Regions from separate parts of the Oryzias latipes genome. Here region 1 is linked to region 2. The links are chromatin contacts, called in public Hi-C maps. All regions are on one chromosome and are shown on one strand. Each heading gives the region's core, a stretch centred on a gene start, on an enhancer-like site or on the middle of the called end of the contact. The rest is flanking DNA. Distances are from core to core; before and after follow the strand shown.

Region 1 (6,173 bases), core at 2,626-5,125, 240 kb after region 2:
TCCAATTTGACTTTGTTTAGCAGGAAGACAAGCTCCAATAATGAAGAGGAGAAAGACCATCCAGGATATCTAACTGACTTCACCCTGTTTCACTGGAGCTGAAAGCAAGTCATTTTCTATGGGTGATGTCCGACTCACTCGGTCTAATTGGGTACAGCAAAGTGAAACCAGTTCCTACTTCCTCCTTTTCAGAGCAATTGTGTGTTATTGCATATGTCTGGACTGCCCTGTGTACAATAGGACTGCTCTGATGGATTGCAATGGTTTCTCCATGAAGTGCTTTCAATCCTGATCACACCACATCCATACGAAAAACCTTATTTTTTAGAACTGGGGCTTTACTGATGTGTGTTTACTGGGCACCAACTACTTCTTACAATAAATTTACCCAATTTTGGAATAGTCTGTTTGTTGATGTCATGGCAATAATATCAAAGCTAAAATTGGTTTGAAATCAGTTTTATACAAAGCAAACCTACAATCTGTTTTTTTCCAGCCATGTTTTGTTTTTTTTGTTTGTTTTAACAGTAGCAAACGAATAGGTACCTCCAGTTTAATTTCTGAATTTTGAATAGTTTGCCACAACACCTACTTTCATATACAGTATGTATGTATGTGTGTATATATATATATATTTCTTCCTGTACATATTTGCATGTTTGCTTGTTCCTTTGTTCCTGTTGTGTAAACATTTCTTTGTTCAAAATTCCCCTCAAGCCTGGCTGTAAAGTCGCTTTGTACACAGAGGACTTCATGTTGGTCTCTTTTGAATGCAAAGTGCCCAATAAAGCTCCTCAACAGTTTCCATTTGGCACGAGCTGTTCATGCTGTTTGCATAAATAAGAATCCATGTGTTTCAAATAGTTTCATCTTTCAAACGATCCATTTCTTCTACAGCTTTTTGCAAATAATGCTGTCAGACTTTGATGTTCAACTTGTCAAAATGTTTTTTTCTTTTCTGTCCTAAGGAACAATCAGTGCACCAATTAGTGCTTTTGTGTGTTTTTCTTTATGACTTTCAGTTGACATTGCACATAAGACTTCAGCTTTTGGAAAGGCTGATTTCGGACCCATCACTAAGTCGGCACTTAGTGACGTGCCTGACTTAATTTTGTTGAAATCTAAATGAAATTTTCTGTGAGTGATGTTACACTCAGTCCAGTTCTCAAATACAGTTAATGGCTGAAACCCAATTTTTCTTGCTTGATTCTTCTGTTAAAATTTCCCAGAAGTAACTGACCAATGGACCCAACTTTGTTAGCCAACCTTGGCACACGTCACTTAATAACAATCCAGCACAGAACAGACTGAGCACAGCCCCCCCCACCCCCCCACCCCCCCACCCCCAAAAAATATTTGGACTTTGGGGTCAAATAATTATATTCAATGCAATTTAATTTGGTGGCCATAAAAACTGCACCAAACTTATTGTTAGTTAAATTAATGTTAAATTATTCTTAAAACATTAATTAAAGTGAAGGTTAATTATTTATCTGTTCTTAAGTGAGTGAAAATTTAACAAAGACCATTTCTTAAAAGCACGTCTTGATATTTTTGTTCCTGTGGTCTGACCAAAGGAAGAGGTGCACTTTAACGGAGTTCAAGCTATTTGCAAATGAAAAGATAAAACTGGAAATCCACAAACAGCCATTAGCAGCCCTCTTACAAAGCATCTTTTTCAACACCTCTTTTTATTTTCAATGCTTCATCCTTTCATCTTCCCTCTTTCCTAATGCTCTTCGATTCAATATCTGTCACTTTCTCCTTAATTCTGATCTGTTGTTCTCTGGTCTTCTTACTCCTTTTTTTCCCCTCGTCGTCTCTTGCTACTCTCCATCTGATTGTCTTTTAACTTCCACCATTTCTCTCTGTCACCACTTCAATTCTCTCCATTCCTCTTTGTGTGTGTGTTTGTGTGTGTGTTTGTGTGTTCTTGTCAGCATTCAGCACCTCAGTGTAGACAGGGTTTATTGGCGTAATGCATTTATCACTGCTGCAAGCCAGAGTCTCTACTTCTTCTTTGAGCCAGTGAGTAATGAAAATAGGATCACTTTTGACAACACTGCAACACACACACATACACACATTCCAGTGCACCCACCAGGTTACCCAGATTCACTTTTGCTCACACACACAAACACACACACGTACACACAAGGCAGCAAACACACTTTCTGTAACAGTAATTCTTGCATTTAACAAACTGCAGTATATAAAGCACACTGCACTTCTTTTAAATTCACTTCTGCTTTGCTTTTTCAACCTAACTTAATTTCTTCTTCATACTGGGGGAGTTTCTTTCAACCAAACACTCTTCCTAGCAGCTAATTAATAGTGTTCCCTTAATTTCACTGAATTGAAAGACACAGCCCATGAAATGCCTAACCAAGCTCCGAAATCCTCTTGAGAAACGATATTTTTGAAGTGTACCAGGATTTGTTTTTAAAATTTACTATTTAATTGACTCTTTGGAGAACAGAAGGAGAAATTAAATCTATTCAAATAATGGTGATTTGATCATAGCCAAGGAGCTGCCACAAAACAAACTTTGCCTAGTGTAAGAGTGTCATGAGGGTTTGTGCCATCTTTTATTATTACTTAGTTTTCTTTATATTGAAGTTACATTTTTAAACTCAAAACAACAGACAAGAGCTGTCAATACTCTAAAAAAAAAAAAAAAATGCTTTTCCAGACTCATGTGGGAAGACAGCATTACATTCTCCCAACCCTGATTAGTCTAAGGCCTTTATGGTTTTTTCCAAATTTACATTTTGTTCTATTAATTTATCTTTAAAACCATTTTTTGTTGCAATCATTGATATCCATCTTTTTAGCTTCTTTTTTTTTTCCAGATTTTTTTGATTATATTAAACAATAGTTCCACAACATCCATGAAACTGTCCAAAAAACTATTCCGAGAAGTACTATTTGTAATTTTTTCTGCTAAAAAAAAAAAAAATAAATAAATAAAATAAAATCACAAAAAATGACAATAAACAGTTTTACTGCTTTATAACAGTTTCTAACAGTAAGTGCAACCAAACTTACTAAATAATTGTGTCTGGATCATATTTGGAATATCATTTTGTTTTTAAATGTAAAAAACAGTTCAGATCTGGGTTAAATTTTCTCTTTTTAATTGATTTTTTTTTGCTTCAGATGGTTCTAACTCTACACCACGGCACTAAAATAACATCTTTATCTGCGGTACTGTGTGAAATGGGAGGCTAAAGTGTCTCACCATTTCAGGCAAGGTTTTCTCAGGAGAAGGAAATCAGGTAAGATCAAGTGTTAATGGCCAGAGGTGCCTGTCCAATCTCATTTGTTCTCGCAGTTTCGGGGAGGTGGGGGAGGTCTTCACCAGTTTAAAACGATACCATCACCAAAGGTGTTCCAGCGAAGCTCAGATTGGCCTTGACAGAACAAAACATAGCTGCAGTAAATGACTCAAGCACTTGACACAACATCTGACTTCGGAGAGAAAGAAACAGATCAGCGGCTGCTTAAAGTTGGATTTTTGGGAAACAAACTTCAGTTCAAACCATGCTCTTACGATAATGCAGCGAGGGGAGGGTGATACTGATGCACCAGGTAGTGTGCGGAGAGCCCGAGTGAAAGGAATGCTGACTAATCTGCCGAAATGGTTAGAAATTCTCAGAGGTATTACAGATGGCAGAGGTATTTGTTATTCATATGGCCCTCGAGGTGCATCCACACGGCTTGAGTGAGAGTATGCGTCCACGCTCACATGTCTGTGTGTGCAGGCTCTTGCACATAGGTGTGTATGTGTGTCCTGTGCTGCATCTGCAATGCTGAGGATGCCATTAATGCTTACTGCTGATCGCCCTCCCACATTTAAATAACAATGGTGCAGTCAGAGAAAGCACTGGGGTGAATCCAACCCACAAAGCACCTATGGGCCGCAGGCCTGATGCCTGCTCCGTGTGGCTGCGAGTTCAGATTTTTGTGTATACAATTTACATTTAGGCACTCCTATTTGTTCTCAAAAACGGAATCCAAGCAGAAACAAAGACAGACGGTGAACCAGAAAACATAAGACATGAAGCAGGGCAGGACCACCGACTGAAAAATGCTTACTCTGTTATGTGGGAAGTTTAGATTGTAAATGGTGTATACTTTTGTGGCACTTTACTACCTTCTAAAGAAGGTACTACCTTCACAGTCTCATTCACCCATATACTGGCTGGTTGACTGCTGTTCTAATTGACTTTACAATTGGTAGCTAACACCAAAAATAACAGTATCTGCAGAACTTGTATTATTATCATGCACTTTGTTTTAGTGCCACACCACAACCCATTGCATCACAATGCAGGCACATTAACTTAAAAAAAGGTCTTATCGTTGAAAAAGTTAGAACTGCAGTGATGTTGGCGTTTGCTTCATGTGCAATACTCATCTTAGCCGTGTATTCTTGTTCACTTCAAACTATTCAATATGATTTAGATATTTAGACAAGATATTTTACCAGGTATTAAGTTGTTGTAATTTGTCTTGGATCTACACCTTTCCTGGCTTTTCTCAAAATCATGACAGTTGAGAATTTTATGTCTCCTTAAGAGCTTGGATTTAGAAATAAGGACATTATTTTCATTATGAGTCCAAAAGGATTTGGACTTATTATGTTTGACAGTCATTTTTTTAGGATTTTTTTTTTAAGTTCAATAATTGTTGACAAGTTAGACTGACATTCATTGTCTTTATTTTAAGGAACATAAATTTAAAATTATGTTCTAAGAATAAGTGCTAGTTTTTGATTTTAAGAGGAATTATTAAGATGGACCAACTTGTACTAATCTCATTTTCTCATTTTTGTTAACATTTTGTTTTAATATGACTATGTTTTAAAAATTATTTCTAATTATTACTCTATTTTGTTTTCAATGTAATCAAAATAAACTACAATTAGGTACATAAAAAGCAAACCATTTGCTTAGAACTAGCACAAAAAAAACTTATGATAGTGCTTGATTTTAATTTTTAGCTTATTATTCCCCTTTTGAATGCTTGAGTGGAACTCCTCGTGATATTTTATCATAAGATTTCTTATGTCAATTCTTGTCAATTAAAAAGAACTTTCTGCATGGACAGATCATTTTAGTGATTTTCTTCTTGGTGCTATTTTTAAACTACCTCTTTTTGCAGTATTATATTTTGTTGGCATTACCCTTCAGCTCCTTGATAGATGTGCCGAACTTATACCATTTTGTAGAAAAATCTTTCCTTCTGCTCACCCCACAGCTTTTTAAGGACTAGAAAATTAGTTTAAGCAAGCTTCAGGCAATAAGGCTGCAGCAGCCGAAGAACGAAGGAGCACACTGACACCGTGAGTGCTCAAATTAATGAACTGATAAATATCAAAGACGCATCATTAAAGCAGGAAAAGATCTGACGGTTTACAATTGTGCATTTTATTAAGGTAATGCACTGCAGGTGGAGCCCATTGAGGCATGCATGAAAGTTTTAGTCACTGTCAGTTCCAAGAAAGGCTGTTTCAAAATTATCCATTTAAAAAATGATATCATGAGTTTAGGGATATTGTATCTGTCCAAGTTCATGAACTCAGTTCAGTTCAGCTGTTAGTGTTAGAAACTCTAACAGCAGTGCTCCTATTTGTCTGATTTAGACAAAAAACGACTGCTGACATTTCATTTCTTTTTGCCATTTTCGATTCGAGAAAGGACAGAAAAGCAAACAGTGCGGACCCACATGTAAACAGCTTTTCTGAAAAGTTTTCCTGCAGTTTTTGCAATGATAATGCAGCCCAGTAAAAATCAGCATCATGACAACAAAGCTAGAAAAAGAAAGCAGAAGTTACCTCCCCTAAGCCACTAACACCACTCTGCTGTACACATTTATCTCTCGCAGAAGTCTTTTTGGCAGCTGTGATGCATTGTGCAATAACTTTAAATAAGTCTCATTATTTATAATTTCTGCCCTGGGATGATTTTTTTAAATATTTTTCTTCTTCTTTTTAACTTTGTTAAACTTTGCACATATTTTTGTCCATTTATGGTTCGTTTTATTCTGTTGGAGGATTTCTAGTTTCTCGAGATTCGTAAAAACTTCACTTGCAGAAGTTACAGCGTTGTATATTAACAAAAAGTGACAAACAGCTGCATCTTTTAGGGAAAACTACAAAGAAAATGATA
Region 2 (5,946 bases), core at 711-3,210:
ATCATTGATCAATTGGAAATTATTTTTAAAATGTGTTTGATCTGTAAATGCATATTCTGAGACATATTAATAAAATCTTTTGCATTTTTAACTTACTTTTTCTATTGAGAATTCATGGCCTTTTATAAACTTAATTAAAAAAATGTCACAAATTGTTTTTACTTTACTTACTACAGCTTGACATACCTGCACATTGGCAGTGTGATTGGGATTCTTTAGTTCAGAAATATATAGAATTTTCCATTGACCTCAGATTTGTATTCTGAATGAGTCCGTCTCTCTTGCCAACTTTCTGAAATCAGGATCGCTAGATTTATCTTATTTTTAGATCATTGTTTCAGATTGCTGTCTAGACTTTTTCAGCCAAAAGCCCTAATAATGACTTGAAGTTTTTAGTATGTCTGAAAAATTATCTTAAGTAACCTGCCAGTCTGCCATACAAATCAACAAACACCTATTTACTTCCCTATTAAAGTCCAATTCTAATGAAAATTGTCTTTTTGGAATTTTTAACATGTTTTTGTGGCATTTTTCTCATGATGGAGGACATATATATATAAAAAAAATTAAGCTTAAATTGCATTTCTGAGTATTTCTGTGTTCACATTGTTGTGAATCAGGAGGAGATGAAAAAATAATGTTTGAAAAATCTTGTAGTTGTTACATAAAATTTACAGTCGGCAGGCCACAAACTCCCTGCTCCACTCATTTGCGATGCATCCACTTTTTGAGCAATATAGATCCTTAAACTTCTTTGTTTTCCTCATCCCAGCTGGCATTTAGCTCAAAACTGTATGTCTTGATAGCTCCAACATTGCTTGCCTTTTCTTTGCACCTGCAATCTTAGGTTGGTGTTGTGAGGGGCTGAAAGGTTGTGGGAAGAGTGTAAAGAAAGAGAGGATGAAAAGTGTTGGCATGCAGGGTTATGTTACACCAACTGTCCCGCCCACAACTCAGAGGTGAATTTCTAATGAACACAATTAAAAGACCACTGGGAATGGTTTCTAAATAGATCTAAAGATGAACAGAGAGGGACTTTAACCAATAGATTCTTTCTATAGAAGTCTGTGGGAAATAGGCTGCTTCAATCGTGAACAGCCTTTTGGTCTTGTTGTTTGTTAAAGCATCAGATAAACAGATGTTTAATAGGACTGAGTTGTCTCATGGTTCTGATAGTCACATGGTAAATAGATGGGCCCATGCAGTGTCTGTGTCCTCCAGAGGCCCACGCTTTGAGGTCTCATGAGGAAAGCTGTAAGTCAGCTGTTGGGAGGGACTCAAACTCTACCCAGAGAATCAATAGATCAATCATAACATTTCCAGTTCAGATCAATTGCTTGAGTTTCAATATATATTTTTTCTTTGCTTTAATGGCTTTCTTTTTGTGTCAACATTAACATTTAATGTGTCATTAAAGTTTAATCTTTTGCTTGATATTTTTTCTTTTGCCTCTTTTTCCTGAATCTTCAATAGCAGTCAGATGTGTGACTGCTATTGAAGTTGTTGCTTTGTGATGCAGTAACACAATAGAATTTATAGCAATGTTTTCGTCAAGAGAGTGATTAAACGTGAAAGAATAAAGTGACAAAGAGGCCACTTTGTGTCCAATCTGCACGCATTAGCTTTTCTTTGCGACCATGTTGAATTCCAGCCATTCAGATGACTGAAGTGCGTAGGTCTGGCCTCCAACGCGTTTCCCCGTCACCATCACAACAGCCGCCATTCATGAAGCCCAGCTCGCTGTTGGGACATCTGCACCACAACTCTTGTCACCTTGGCCCCTCTTCCCAGCTGCATCAGGCCCCACTGAAACACCCTCCCTCCCCAAAAGGCTGTCATACGTATGCACACACGCACTAAACTTCTGGAGCTAAATGCCACCACACAGAGTCAGAGGGGGCTTCAGAGATAGTTGTTGTCTGCGAACGCCTATGTGTGGTTTTGTGTGAATGGAAGCCAGGGGTGGGGAGGTCTCTGATACAACAGGGTCCCTGCGGGGGTGGCACATAGCTTGGCCTGCTCGGGTGTATCGTGATGCCTTGAGGGTTGGGCGAGTGACAAACCCAAGGATTGCATTCTACGCAGTCTGTTGCTCCACAGTGACGTGGGTGGGCCAGGAGACCTTTGAGCCTGCAGATTTCTCTCATATGTGTCCATTGTGCTTATATCAGTTTCACACATCTGACAGTGCTGAGTTTTTACACAAAGCTTTGCCATTGAGCTCACCATTCAGAATCATCTGCAGGTCATTTTGGTAGTAACTTTTCATCGTAGTAACAAATTTGCTCATCTGAGTGGTTTGTAAAATCCCTCAAACATGTCCAAGTAAAATGATTGGATACAAGAGCAAATGTGCCCAAAATTTTTTATCATAAGTAAAGCAGATGGTTAAAACAGGATTGCAATCCATTGGAGGACTTCAAGTAAGTCCCAGTGAAATTAAAAACTTCCCAGTCCAAATTTGGCTCTTCTGCAGCATATTCACACCATTGCATGCTGGGTGTCAGCACAGAGGCTTGTTGGATAAACATCCAACGCTGAGTAGGAGCAGCAAGCATCACTGTTATTGTTTCTGCCTATTGCCATGCACCAGTATTGTTGTTTAGCAGCAATCAACACATACATATGTAATAAAGTTGGGGGGGCAGTGGGACAATACCAGCCATTGTAACAGATCCAACTGACACCAGCATAATGGCTCCTACCAGTCTAGATCAAAGCTTTGCATAACTATTTTGGAAGGCTGAAAAAACGGCTTCCTTGTTTACAGAACTGACTGTTGTAATTGGTCTACGTTGGTAGGTAACCTGGCAGCAGGTATGGTCTTCTTGACACACAGTCACCTGTTGGGATTTTTATTTCATAGTGAGGGTTAATAGATGGTAATGAGAGTTCAATGGAGGGAAGGATAAGAATGTAATGCGTGTGCTGCTTGAGTGTCTTTGAGCATGTGCACTTCTAAGGGCAAACATTGATGGCAAAGTCAGGGGTGAGTAATAACTATGGTCTTTTTAACACTGCAGGGGGAGTCAGATGGATGTAATGGATGACTAGCAGTTGCCCCGCCCCCCTCTTCCCCAGTCTGCAGAATGGCTGGTTCATTAGACAAATGTTGATCGTGCCCAAAATTAGCTAAGGGTTTTTTTCAAAGCAAAACCATGCTAAGTAAAAGTATACATATGTTTAATTAATGCTGATCCTTCACTCCTCACGTATAAAATCGCTTTATTCTTTTTTCTTACAATACAAGAAAACACAATTTGAACATTTGAAAAGAGAAGGGTTCGTGGGAGCTTTTCATTTTGACATGCTAAAGGTGCCAATGGCCATGTGATGTCTGTTCTCATGCATCCAGGTCATGTTATTACACGATCTCTGTTACTCAAAGCAACTTGACTTTAGTCATCTCGTTTATTGTTTTCCCTGTATTTTTTCTCAGATTACACAACCACACATTCACTATGAAACCATTGTTTTCCCAAACATGCAAACATACATGTTTAAGTCAATCTACATAGTCAAGTGTGTGCAGTACAAACCAGCTCACATGCACATGCACCCAACAACGGCAAAGCAAATACCCCCCATTTTTAGTCAAAATTAGTCAATATTAGTCAATTTTATTGAAAAAAAATTAAGAAATAATCAATGCAAGCTTTTTGAAGTGTTGCATAAATAACAAAAGCAAAAAAATTTATTGAAATAAAAACTATTAGAATAATCATTTTTTTAGAAATGCATATTTTTGATTTTTTGCTTTGTAATAGGCTTCCACTCTGCTGTTCCCATTTGTCACCCTTCCAAAGTCTTCTGCCTCAATCCCACTCCTTATATAAAATCTTCTAGCTCAGACTGGCATGCAAACACATACATATTTCATATTTCAGCCAGAGCACAAATACCAATACCTTTTTTTTTTGCACGGAAACAAGCAGGAAGGTGTGTTTAGGAAAGGTGAACATGTGTTGTACTTGTAAGGCTACAGTCCTGAAACCCCCAGTCTTGTTCCTGTTTCAAGAGCTTTTGGAAGACTGTTTATTTGTTCTAACTGATGGATCCAGCCAGCGATGTAATATTTCAATCCAATTGATAAAACCTTCCCCAAATTTGAAAAGGGCAGCAAGCAGAAATATCCACTTCACCTTGTAAAATTCTTTTTTCTGCATCTAATGAGAGCAAGGTGGTTTCTTGATTTTTGATAGAAGCACAGCCTAAGCGTGTCAAAGTGTCTGCCTTTAATAAATCCAGGTTGATCAGGGTAAATTATGTGAAGAGTAACTTTTTCTAACTAATTTGATAGTGCTTTACATGCAATTTTAACGTCTGTCTTGATTAAAGAGATGGGGTAGTATGGCTAGAAGGAAATGTCGGATCACTCTTTGCTCTGAGAAAGAGAAAATTTGGCACATTAGTTAACAGTAGCTGCAATTGTTTGGCTTTTATCAATTCATTTGATTATATTATTTTGAAAAAATAGGTAGGAGTTCCCTGAATTCTTAACAAAACTTAGCAGGAAAGGCTTTGGCAAAAGCAGAAGAGCTTCATCATATGCCAAACAATGACGAGTCTTAAAACATATTCCTAATTTTACCCAAGTAACTTTCTATTAATGAAAAATGAATTGATATAATAGTTTGATTAATAAGTCAATGAGTTCTTTGTAAAATTGTTTAAATGTGTTTTTTTTAATTCTTTTTCTTTTTTTAACTTGCCCTGTCCAACAGCTGAGCAAGTATATCATATATTTGTATAAACCCCTTTTGTATATGAGGCCAAGCTTTATTTATTAAAATTAAATTTTTATGCATTACTTGTTGGACCGGACGGAAAAAAAGAAACAAAAGAGGGGAGAAAGAAACAGAGTGGGATGTCGGAGATGGGGGATAAGGGGTTAGAGTGGGGGGTAGTCGATATTACAAAGTTAAAATAAAGGTCGTAAATAAATTAGATTACATAACTTAGTTCACACAGCAACAAAAAATAAATAGTCTGCTCACAATTATTTACAGGTTAGAAGTATAATCATGCAGTAATCATTAATGATTTTTCTCCCAAGATTTCTGCACATAGACTGGTCACACAATATTCGCATTACCGATATTCATGAAGAGGGGTGTAGAAAAAGAGAAAAAAACAATACCCATTCCTGAATTTGTGCAAAGGTGAATAAGCGGGTGGGTTGAATGAATGTATGCCTCTTACACTGAATGCTCCAGCAAAGGCAGGAGGCCCGGCACCCCACACCCCACACCAGGGGCAGACAGCGCAGCAACCCGGCCGATCTGGCCATCCAAGAGCCTCACCGTCAGACGAGGTTAAATGTGTTTTTAGATGTCCTTAGTACCATGTGTCCTTTTCCCCCTCTTGTCTGTAAGGGATGAGACTGTTGATGTTTTTGACCAAGAATCTGCTAAATTGATTTTTGCGTGTTTGTTTTAGTCAAACTATAGTCTTTAAGTTTGAAATTGTGCTTGTTTGATGAATACATCCTTGAAAATATACTTTATTTTCCCCAGATCTGTGCTTTTAAACAGTGTTAGCAGTTTCTAGTTTTTAATTTTATCTGCTAATTCAATAAAGCTGCTTTTTCTTCTTGATTTTTTGAACAAGAAATTAATTAAGCTTACATGACTGCTTTTGCTGTTTTCTGAAGAACGCATGAACTATTGTTACCTTGTATAAAGGTTATTCACTTTCTCTGAAAGAATTTAAGTCATTCTTGATCTTTATGTAGAGATGTATCAAACCTCCATCTTCTATGTGAAAAAGAGGATATTTTCTTACAGTTTATAGAAAGTGGTGTGTGATATGCATTCAAATGTCCAGTGTGGAGAAATGAAGAACTTTTTAAAGAAAAAGAAAGAGAGAAAGTAAAAATGCATACATTCCATCTAATTCTTTCTACTTACATGCCACTTTACCTGCAGTTCTGAGCATTCATGCTCC

Evidence for each region. A called contact is a pair of places that touch in the nucleus more often than the background predicts.
Region 1: a Hi-C map of embryo shows a contact between it and region 2, with 1.9 times the contacts expected there. The contact joins two enhancer-like sites. A contact is called at or near these places in 4 of 5 Hi-C or Micro-C datasets (embryo, fibroblasts and gastrula embryo).

The regions. Positions count from the first base shown.
Region 1 is chr16:24,009,041-24,015,213 of ASM223467v1, forward strand. No RefSeq gene overlaps it. Among protein-coding and RNA genes, the nearest start is that of rragc, 21 kb to the right of the region's middle. Within about 2 kb of position 3,876, at least 3 of the 8 cell types and tissues checked have an H3K27ac peak or open chromatin away from gene starts, as enhancers often do. A contact at or near this core is called in embryo, where this site is marked.
Region 2 is chr16:23,770,316-23,776,261 of ASM223467v1, forward strand. No RefSeq gene overlaps it. Among protein-coding and RNA genes, the nearest start is that of pou3f1, 13 kb to the right of the region's middle. Within about 2 kb of position 1,961, at least 1 of the 8 cell types and tissues checked has an H3K27ac peak or open chromatin away from gene starts, as enhancers often do. A contact at or near this core is called in embryo, where this site is marked.